Linked DNA regions of Mus musculus: region 2 is linked to region 1. Evidence: chromatin contacts called from public ChIA-PET data. All regions are on one chromosome and are shown on one strand. Each heading gives the region's core, a stretch centred on a gene start, on an enhancer-like site or on the middle of the called end of the contact. The rest is flanking DNA. Distances are from core to core; before and after follow the strand shown.

Region 1 (5,614 bases), core at 2,946-5,445:
ACAAACAAACCCAACTTTGTGTAACTTTGCTTAACCTGGTCTTTAAAAGTGATGTCCTACATGTTAAGTGGCAGCTAATGCAGCTAATGTGTTTAAAATAGTCTTTTTTTTTTTTTTTTTTTTTTGGTTTTTCAAGACAGGGTTTCTCTGTGTAGCCCTGGCTGTCCTGGAACTCACTTCGTAGACCAGGCTGGCCTTGAACTCAGAAATCCAGCTGCCTCTGCCTCCCAAGTGCTGGGATTAAAGGCGTGCGCCACCACTGCCCAGCAAGTTTTATGCTTTAAAATTAAACATAGCTTATGATATTTTTAAGAGATTTTATTTGTATAATATTAGATCATTTAATACTACATATACACACATATTCATGTACTGATATCTTAGCTCTAGCACAATAACAATTTCAGTTATTATTCAAATCGCTGATTTCCTGAGCAGCTCCTTCATGCAAGTGCTGTGTCAGAGGCTAAGTCAGACTCTGTCTTAGAGAGTTTACTGATTTGAAAACCACTAAATTAGAGAGATAGATTTAAAAAATACCTAGTCAAATGACAAGGTTAAAAAGTAACATAGTGTGCTTTAGAGGTTTAGTGATAATGGAGCCCAGGTAGGAGGCGCCTAAGAATCATTCATACAAACCTAATAGTTCTTGCTGTGTGGCAGGGACTGTTCTGAGGGCTGACAAGCCAGAGAGAGAAAGAGGTGACCTGGGAGAAAAGACCCTTGATCTGAATGTAGGCATGTCCCCAAATCCCTGCAGAAACAGGTACCTCTGGATAACAGGATTAAGAGGCAAATCCTTTAGGATAAAGCCCATAGGCAGGATTATCAATGAAGTGAAGTCCTTTACCTCTTTGCTATGTGCCGTATAAGGCCACAGTGAGAAGTCTCCCTCTCTGTGGAGTTGTAGCTGGGCTCGCCCAGATTCCAAGACTGTGAGGACTGTCTCTGCGATCTGAAGCCGCCTAGTTAGTACTCATCAGTGTGTCTGCATACACGAAGGCACTGGGGTTACAATAAGTAAATGCATCCTCACCATGTGTTGAGGAGTGAGAAACTTCACCATTACAATTAATAGTGTTATAACTATTAATAGCTAAGAGCACCAATACAGAATGTGAATTGATGCTTCTTGCCTTAAGCTCAGATATATTGCTGACAAATAACACCAATTTGTAGGGGAAATGCTAGCTGTTCTTCCAGAGGACCCAGGTTCCATTTCTAGCATTTACATGGCCACTAACAACTTCCTCTAACTCCAGTTTCAAGAAATCCAGTGCGCAATTCTGGCCTCCGTGGACACCAGGTGCATACAAAGTGCACAGGCAACAATGCAGACCAAATATCCAAACACTAAATAAATACATACATACATACATACATAAATGATGGGTACATTTATAGCATACCTTAAGTATTACTTTACAAAGAGAATTAATACCCAAAGTCCTTAGTGAATATTTTTCTCCTGAGTTATTCATCCTACAAACATTTTTATTTATTATTTTTGTTTTGAGTCAAGGTTTCACTATGTAACCCAGACTTGCCTCAAACTCAGCTAGTATTAAAGGCATATACCATCATCCTGGCCCCCAAAACCCATTGAGTACAAACAAAATACAGCATGATGTGTACTGGTGAACCTGGTGAGGGAGTGAATTGAGATTCAGGGAACTTGACTCCTTCACCATCTTGTAAGATGACATGTGGCTCAGTGCTAGTCAGTTCCCCCATGTCTCTGTTCACTAGAGTTGCCAAATCAGAATATTAATGAATAAAATCTTCTTTCTGTTTGAAGCGCCTATTGTGTTATACTGACAATGCTCTCAATAAGATGCCAGTGGCATCAGGTCCTCATGGCCTGAGGTAGGCATTTTCCACTCTGGTAGCTAGTTTTCAGTCTTTGGGTTCCTGGCTCCCAGGTTGGGAGTTTTGGTGTTATTATATGGTGTGGGTGAACTCTCTCGAAGCAGCCCTTCTACCTAGACATATTTGAAGTATGAGTCTAAAATTTCCCCAGAGCTCCACTCAGTAGAGGCTCTGTCCAGGAAGAAGTAGGCAGGCATTGTCAGCAAAGTCCCCTTTCCCTTGGGAGTAGGATGGATATTCATATATCCACTTTAGTTTATATCCATCTTTACATCCATAGAACTCATTACAGTTCTTTCACTCTCAGTCTTGGTTTTTGTGTGTGTCCATGTGTGTGTGTCCGTGTGTGTGTGTGTCCAAAACTACAGTTTTTTTTTCCTCCTCAGAGTCACCTAATGCATTTATTTTAGGTCAGGGTATGCTTTGAGTACTACATGGATAGAGGGAGTAAAAACAGACAGATCTTACCTGTCACAATTTTCTGCAGATGAAGAGTCTAAAGTGTCAGCTTGAGTGCTGAGTCCAAAAAGCCACAAAGACAAGTAGTGGAGCAAGTACTTGGGACCACATTTCCAGACATGAAACTGGCTGCTTCAGACACCACCTTCTTGCTACTTCTCTCCCTTGATGTCAATCAACAGGGTACAAATGTCCAGGTGGAAGCAACTGGAGAAGCATTTGACATATTTTAGGTGCAATCTTTACAACAGGGTGAGACAAGAATAATTTTATCTCAGAGATTAAAAAGCTCTAAGGGAGAGGAATCGGGCCCTCAGTGGTCCTGGGAATCATCCATACCTGGGCTACTTAAAAACTGACCCCCTTGCCCCTTCTTAGAGTTCTATGATCAGTAACTTTCTAATATCCCTCAGTGCTTCACAAGTACACATACCTCATGTATAATCCTTATTTCAATTATTCTTCAGCAGTTTCCTGAAGAAACTGGCGTGAGACCAGCTCAGCTTACCCAGTGAAAACTGGGTTTGGTTGTAAGTTCAAGTTTCCTGCAAAACAGCTACTCTAGCAACTAGTATAACCTTATAGTGAAGGAAATGGAGCCAATGATGCCATCCATGCCAGACTCATTATTATACGACAATATAAAGGTTAATTTGAATATATACTAGCACAATAATGTTACAAAGCTAAGGCATTTAATCCCATTTGAGAACATTTGGCCCAGCTTTAAGACTTGTCCTTTCAGGGAAGGTCACTTAGATCAGCTTTCCAAACACAAAAATAAAAGGACTGGATTGAATATTTTTAAGCACTAACATTAAAATTTCCTCCCAGCTCTGTAATTGTTTCTTCCCTGAAAGCATCACATAAACTGGAAAATTTTACAAGATGTCTCTCATTACTAATTTAACATCTCATTTATTTTTCAGCACTCTTTCAAGCATATTTTTGGTAGACTCCTAGTAGTTCATATTTTCATAAACAATGCAACAGTTTCCAATAAAACGATACATTATAGAGCATACAAACTATGCTCTCATAACAGGTATGAAGTACAACCTTTTAATGTGCAAAAACTTGAGGACTCTGTCTCCTATGAATGATGAAAGAGATTTCTCACACAAATACTAGAATATAGTTGAAGCCTACAATATTTTGTTAAAGTAAAAACCACGACTTCATTGTAATTATTAGTAAGCGCAAAGGCAGTTTGCTTGGTTCCTGTCACTGCCAGTCTGTGATCTCCAATTATCCGTCCTATTGCTCATTTTCCTCATACCAGAAACAAGCATTCTAGTAGCACATCAGGCTGATCTGGGGAGTAGTGTAACAGTCGCTGGACTGGCGCTACTACTTTCTCTTATTATTTCCCACACGTAAGCTGGTCGGTTTAAAGATCTTTCCAGGGAACAATACTTGATGCTTACCATGTCCGAGGAGAGGGGATTACAGAGTGTTATTTGGGCTTACTTTATGTAGAAGGGAGATTAGGCAATAAACGATTGAGACATTGTAAAAAGCGAAAAGAAGCATGGCTTCAGACATGACAATGCCATCTGGGGTCACAGCTGTCTGCCCTCTTGTTCCATTCTGTCTCTCCACGCAGTCGGGAGAATCCCTGAGGCCTCTGCCATGGGACGTCACAGGGGGCGGGACCAATGGCGGCCAGCTCGCGTTGCTTAGCCTCCGGTGCTTTCGGCGCAGCCCGGGCAGGACTCTGCTCCGCTCTCAGTCCCAGTTCGTCCTCTTGGCTGAGGTGCGTCAGCCGAGTCGGCCAGCCATAAACTCTACTCTCTGGGAAAAGCATCGCGTCTCGGGCGCGCTGAGTGACACCAGAGTCCCGCCCCCTCACGTCACTTCCGCGACGCTTCCGCCGCAGTGCCTTGTGGGAGGCCGGCCAGGGGGTCTCCTGGCGACAACCATGGCGGGGGATGTGGGCGGTCGCAGCTGTACGGACGCGGAGCTGCTGCTGCACCCTGAGCTGCTATCCCAGGAGTTCCTCCTCCTCACCCTGGAGCAGGTGGGGCGCTCGGGCCGACCGAGGACGGACGGGCAGCCGGGGACAGGCAGGCCTGCGGGAGGCTCGTGGCCGCTCCCCGCCCACACTGATCGGATGGGGCTTGCCTCCCTTGATCCCCAAAGGAAGCCTCCAGAGAGTGACTGGAACCCCCGGGAAATCCTCTAGAGCTCGGAAAGGGTGTGACAGACGACCTCCGCTGCCTGTGTGCAAGCAACGGCCTGCGGAAGAGATAGACTAGAAGAACAGACCGGGAGGGAAGAAGTCTGGGGCAATCAGGGCTGGATCCAAAACATCTGAAAATTAGTCTGTTAGGTAGCTTCTCGCCTCTCTTAGAGACAGACACTCGGGTCTCAGAGAGATGGACCTACTTCTTAAGATCATTATCAGGACACAGTAACCGTTTGGAGAACTTAAAGCACCTAGCTTTCCAGGTGGTGCATGCACCCCCCCCCGCCCCCCGCCGCCCCTGCGGTGTGACCTAAGATAATAGCAGATCATAAAAGAAAAGTGTGATGTTTTATTTAAAATGGCAGAACTGCTGAAAGTTTCTTTAGAGTTTTATGTGGCACGTTTTGTATTCCATGTGGTTTTGCCCCCCCAGTACCGTATCTTTCTCTAATTTCTTGAAGTTCTCAGTCACTATTTTAATAATGACTTTTAACCTGTGATTCTCAATCTTTTACTCACACCAGGATAATCAAAGGCTTACTAAAACATGTTATTGAGCCCCATCATCTGCTTCTCATTAAGTTCGTTCCAAATGTGCCCTGATACTGTATTTTAACGAGTTCTTGCTGATGACCCAAGGACAGCACTTGTAAGCACTGCTGCCAGAAGGCAGCCCCTTCAGTGCCATCCAAGCAGATGACATCCTCTGGGAATGTTGTCCAAGTGTATTCAGATACTCCCATCCCAGAGTAAATGCAAGTTGAAAGCCAGCAATATACTGTATGAAAGAGGAATAAGATGATTCAACAACTTAAAAATGAAATCAAACTAAACAGCTGGCATTGTTTTTGTTTTTTTTCCATTTTTGCAAAGCATACGTTTCCCCAATTTTTCCTGTGTGTTTTTGCAATATTGTGCTCCAAGATGTTGAGACAGAACTGGGATATGAGAGAGAATAAGTTATTTAAGTTATTTAGGCATATAAATATATATATAAATATGCCTAAATGGTTGGACTGTGAATTGAATGGTGAAAATGCGGTGGGGCAGACTGCTAATGGTCTATTGTTACTGTCATCAGAATGGAGAGTTAAGTTT
Region 2 (5,690 bases), core at 1,728-4,227, 790 kb after region 1:
TTCATCGATTTCTGTTTCCAAATCTCTATTATCAACTGCTTCTCCTCTTTCTTAGAAGCAGCTGAATTCATATAATCATGTGTTTCTAGATGTTTGACACACCGAAGAGAACTGTGTTCTACTGTTTGTGATCTTAAGCCAATCTAAGATGTACTATTAAAAATAATATATGGCCTTTCCCCTTGAAAGGTTATTCATGAGAATAAAAATCCTGTAAACATACTAAAGTTTAAAAAATAGTTAAGCTTAATGTATGTAAATATGGCAAAAATCCTACAGGATACTTTTAAGAAATCATTTTCTTACATTTATATGTATAATTAAGATAGTTATGAGTTAAGGGTAATTTCGTCTGCTTTTAAAAACAATGCATTTCATGTGTGTTGTGTGGTGGGGGGGAGGATACATCTGTGAGTCCTTGTTTGCTGTGCTACATAGAGCATCTAGCCAACAGGACCCCAAGCCTGCACACACTCTGCACTGCCCTAGTCCCGGCCAACTGAACTTCTTAAGCTTAAGTGGAAAAAAAAATAGTGCATAACAAATATAACAAATGTGCCTTTAAGATAAATGAGGAGACTTCTTATACAATATAGATAAGTAATTATAAAGATCTCTATAGGATTTACAGTTGAGTGAAAGGGGCTAATATGCTTTCATATTCAGAGCTCCTCCTGGGTGGAGCTGGGTGGGATCAAGCTGCCTCCAGGACCCTGAGATCTTGGTGTGACCAAGCTACTGGGATCCTTAGATCCTGTGGACCTGCATGTGTTAGAGCTCCTGAGAGTGGAGCTTTTTCTTAGTATTGTGGTACTGGCTGCAGAGTTAGAGCCCAACGTCTGCTCAGGACACCTCTGATCCTATGATACTCAGCATGTTAGAATGCCTGGGAATGGAGTTTCCTCTGGGTGTTGTGGGACTGGCTGCGAAATTCAAACTCAAGGTCTGTACAGGGCACCTGCCCAGACCAGAAGGAACCCGTGTCACTGGTCGGGCAGAGTTCCTGGGTTCCTAGGTCTTGCTGGTACCAGTTCCTTCTGGTGATGGGGCAGGCAGATGTGTCCTCCTCCCCTCTGATCCTGTAAAGTACTTTTCCTCCACCTATAATGCATTGTACAGTTTCACATTGTGCATGTGAAAATACAGTAAAGAAAAATAATTTAAAATAAGATCATAAGGCATTTTGAAGATGATGTCTTGTACTTGCTGGTTTTGTATTTCAACTTAAAATCAGCTGCAGTTATTACAGAGAAAGGAACTTCAGCTGAGGAAATGCCTCTAGCAGACCCAGATGTAAGGCGTTTTCTCAGTTAGGGTTCAAGAGGGGAGGTCCCAACAATTACAACACAGAACTTACTTAATGCATTTGGAAGATTCTATTGTAAGCAACATTCTTGTTTTCTTCTTTAAAACACACCTTTACTGCATAAGATGTTTAAAGCTAAGAGTACACGGGAACACTAAAACAAACACTTCTTGTTATTAGCACAGAGAGGAACACTCAGACATTCACGTTGTACTGTGTTTTGTGTAGCATCTATGTTAAAGTACTTTTCTTCCAGCTATATCAAATTGTACAATTTTCTGTGAAATGTGCACGTGAAAATACATTAAAGTAATGACATACAGTGTTGCAGACTAAAGAAAATCCAATAAGAATAAGAACTGTTTAATGCCTTTTGAACATGACGTCTACTGTGAGAAGATTTTCTGTTTTCTTCTTAACAACATTAATTTACCACCTAAGATGTACTCAGGAACACTTAAAAAAAACACTCTTCTCGTTATTAGCACACAGAGGAACATGCATTCATTCACGTTGTACTGTGTTTTCTCTAGCGTCTATGTTAAAGAACTTTTTTTTTCCAGCGGTAGATCATTTTACAGTTTTCTGTGAAATGTGTATGCAAAAATATATGAAAGTAATGACATAAAGTACCCCATATAAAGTAAATTAATTATAAATAAGAATGTTATGCAATTTGAATATGACATCTATTGTGAGTAAAATTCTTGTTTTCTTCTTAACAACACACCTTTACCTCCTATGATGTTTAAGCTAAGTATATATGGGAGTTCTAAACTAAACACCCTTCTGATTTCTAGCACAGCGCAGAATACACAGGCATTCACATTGTACTGTGTTTTGTGTAGCATCTATGTTAAAGTACTTTTTTAAAGCTATAACGCATTGGACAATTTTCTGTGAAATGGGCATGTAAAAAAACAATAAAGTAATGACATACAGTGTTGCAGACTAAAATGCAAGTAAGAACTTACTTAATGGAGAGCGAAACCAATGCCTGGCTGGGAGCAGCCGCCACGGAGGTCTTTGGCCAATATCGATTCCACCTGTCCACAAACATGGGGAATATCTTTGCAAACCTCTTCAAGGGCCTTTTTGGCAAAAAAGAAATGCACATTCTTATGGTGGGCCTGGATGCTGCAGGGAAGACAACAATTCTATACAAACTGAAGCTGCGCGAAATTGTGACCACCATTCCCACTATTGGTTTCAATACAAGAATACAAGAATATCAGCTTCACTGTGTGGGATGTGGGCGGCCAGGACAAGATCCCGCCGCTGTGGCGCCACTACTTCCAGAACACCCAAGGCTTGATCTTCGTAGTGGACAGCAATGACAGAGAGCGTGTGAACGAGGCCTGTGAAGAGCTCATGAGGATGCTAGCTGAAGATGAGCTCCGAGATGCTGTTCTCTTGGTGTTTGCCAGCAAGCAGAACCTCCCCAATGCCGTGAAAGCGGCCAAAATCACAGCGGTCACAAGCTGGGGCTGCACTCTCTACGCCACAGGAACTGGTACATTCAGGCCACCTGTGCCACCAGCGGGGACAGGCTCTATGAAGGACTAGATTGGCTGTCTAATCAGCTCCGGAACCAGAAGTGAACCAGACCCCCTCCATCCCCCTCACTTCCTCTTCTCTGCCCTCAGCTTTCCTCTCATGTGGCAAACGTGCAACTCTGTGGTCCTAAGTGCCAGAAGCTGTCTCCATGGGTTGGTCACATTGTGCATCGCACCGTGCTGTACATGTGCAGACGCAGCCTGCAGCCAGGTTTTTATTTAATGTAAATAGTTTCTGTTTCCACTGAGGCAGTTTCTGGTACTCCTATGCAATATTACTTAGCTTTTTTATTGTAAAAAGAGAATCAACTCACTGTCAGTACTGAGAAGGGATTTGGGTGTAGGGGCACCTGGCCTCCGGGAGCCATTGGGCTGTAAACTGGTGTCGGTATCCATTTGGTGGTTGGTTTTTAACCCAAACTCAGTGCATTTTTTTAAAAAAATAGTTAAAAATTCAGGACAAGAACACTTGAACACACAGAACGGAGACTATGCCTAGTGTAGGTTTTGCAGTTAATGGCCTGAATGCTAGTTATCAGATCACCTGTCTCGCTGTGGGAACAGGAGAGAAGGTGACAAACAAACCATCATCCGCCGCATGGTCACAGTAGAGCCCCCGTGACTCGCATGTCTTTGGGTCACCTGCATTCCATAGCATTGTGCTTGTACTTGTGCTCACACGATTACGTAGGGTAGGCTGGGAGCCATTGTGGGGTGCAGGGCCTGGCTTGTACTTGGTGTGTGCAAGGCCCAGTGGCAGCCTGCATACCCAGCCTACTCTTGGGCCCACTTGGACGCGCTGGCAGGAGGCCTGGGTCTCACCAGCAGGAGTGCGTGCAAGGTGGGAGGGTCGGCCCATTACAGACCCACATCCTGGAGCACCCCCATCTCCATGTGTGAAGTAGCTTCCTCCCTCAGCCTGCAAGGGTCCGATTTGCCATCGAAAGACGACCTCTACTTTTTTCTTTTGCATTTTGATAAACACTGAAGAAGCTGGAGCTGTTAAATTTATCTTGGGGAAATCTCAGAACTGGTTTATTTGGTGTCGTGGAACCTCTTACCGCTTTCAATACACAATTAGTAATCAACTGTTTTGTATACTTGTTTTCAGTTTTCATTTCTACAAGCACTGTAATTATAGCTGTTAGAATAAAGTCTCTTAACTATTAAAAAAAAAGAACTTACTTAATGTGTGTTGAACATGACATGTCTTGTGAGAAACCTTGTTTTCTTTTTTAAAAACACACCTTTATTGCCTAAGATATTCAAAGCTAACTGTACACGGGAACTCTGGATATCTCTAGTGCTAGCTGCACTCACTGTCTCTGCCTGGGGCCTGTCCCTCCGGTTATCTTGTTTGTGTCAGGACTCCTCAGGGTCCAGTTGTCTCTGTGATCCTGTGATCCTGAGATCCTGGGTATAAGAGCTCCTGGGAGTCAAGCTGCCTCTGGGATGCTGACGTCATGGTGTGACAAAGCTCCTGAGATCCTGTGATCCTGTGACCCTATGATCTTATGATCCTGGGTTGTGTGAGAGCACCTGGAAGTCCAGCTTCCTCTGTGTGCTATGTTCCTGGCATGTTAGAGCTCCTGGGGGTCCAGGTTCCTCTGGGTGCTGTCTTGTTGTCTTCTTAGAAATACATGTTTACTACCTAAGATATTTGAAAGTAACTGTACCTGGGAATATTTAAAGAAACACTCCCTGATTTTTAGCACTGACAGGAACATACAGGCATGCATATTGTGTTGTGATTTATGTAGCATTTATGTTAAATTACTTTTTTTTTCAACTATAATGAATTGTATGGTTTTCTGCAAAGTGCATAAATGAAAATACAGGAAAATAGTGACAAATTATATTACCATACTGAAGTAAATCCGTTAGAAAGCAGAACTTAGCCAGTTCCCACCTGTGCTTGCCAGGAGCAGAGACCCATCCCCACACATCCCACACCCCAGAAGCAGCTCGACTTCTCAGGTATGCAGACACATTCAGCTTCATAGCTGAGACTTTATACCCTGCCCCGAGACCTGGCTTATCAAGATCCCTGTGACCTGGGGAAGCAGATTCCCTGCCCAGTCAGAGTCACAGGCACCTTCTGCTTCCCAGCTCTGCTTGCTGGTAGCAGAGACCTGATCCCACAGAGCACAAACACCAGTGGCAGCTGGACTCCCCCAGGATCACAGAATGGACAGGCCCCAGTAAGAGACGAGGAACCCAGATAACAACAGAGATAACCAGATGGTGAGAGGCAAGCATAAGAACATAAACAAAAGACATCAATTTGGCTTGGCAACATCAGAACTCAGTTATCCCACTACAGCAAGTCCTGGGTACCCACACACACCCTTAAAACAAGATTGAGATCTAAACTCTCATTTCATGAAGATGATAGAAGGCTTTAAGAAGGACATAAATAGCTGCCTTAAAGAAACACAGAAGAACACAGGTAAACAGCTAAAAGCCCTTAAGGAGGAAACACATAAATCCCTTAAAGAAATACAGGAGAATGCAATAGACAGGTGAAGGAATTGAACAAAACCATTTAGGATCTAAAAGTGGAAATAGAATCATTAAAGAAAACTCAAAGGGGAAATGGAAAACCTAGGAAAGAGTACAGGAGTCACAGATACAAGCATCACCAGCAGAATACAAGAGGTACGACACCCTTTAAATAAATATATATATATATATATATATATATATATATATATATATATATATATATATAAATCACATATATAAAAAATACCTTGGTGTAACTCTAACTAAGCAAGTGAAAGATCTGTATGGCAACAACTTCAAGTTTCTGAAGAAAGAATTTGAAG

What was found. ChIA-PET counts read pairs in DNA pulled down with a chosen protein or histone mark.
Region 2: an RNA polymerase II ChIA-PET map of memory CD8 T cells shows a contact between it and region 1, with 18 read pairs. The contact joins the enhancer-like site here to the promoter of AI597479 in region 1. A contact is called at or near these places in 2 of 484 Hi-C or Micro-C datasets (CD4 T cells and CD8 T cells), 6 of 115 datasets of contacts at active chromatin or transcription factors (the 230-238 cell line, double positive thymocytes, large pre-B cells and 3 more) and 1 of 9 other capture datasets (macrophages).

Annotation. Positions count from the first base shown.
Region 1 is chr1:43,094,515-43,100,128 of GRCm38.p6, forward strand. AI597479 (expressed sequence AI597479) reads left to right here and starts at 4,196. Exons shown (of 4, transcript NM_133818.1): 1 at 4,196-4,348. The coding sequence starts at 4,250. It also overlaps a transcript of Tgfbrap1 not described here.
Region 2 is chr1:43,885,689-43,891,378 of GRCm38.p6, forward strand. It overlaps the pseudogene Gm19587. Among named protein-coding and RNA genes, the nearest start is that of Tpp2, 45 kb to the right of the region's middle. Within about 2 kb of position 2,978, at least 31 of the 459 cell types and tissues checked have an H3K27ac peak or open chromatin away from gene starts, as enhancers often do. A contact at or near this core is called in CD8 T cells and memory CD8 T cells, where this site is marked.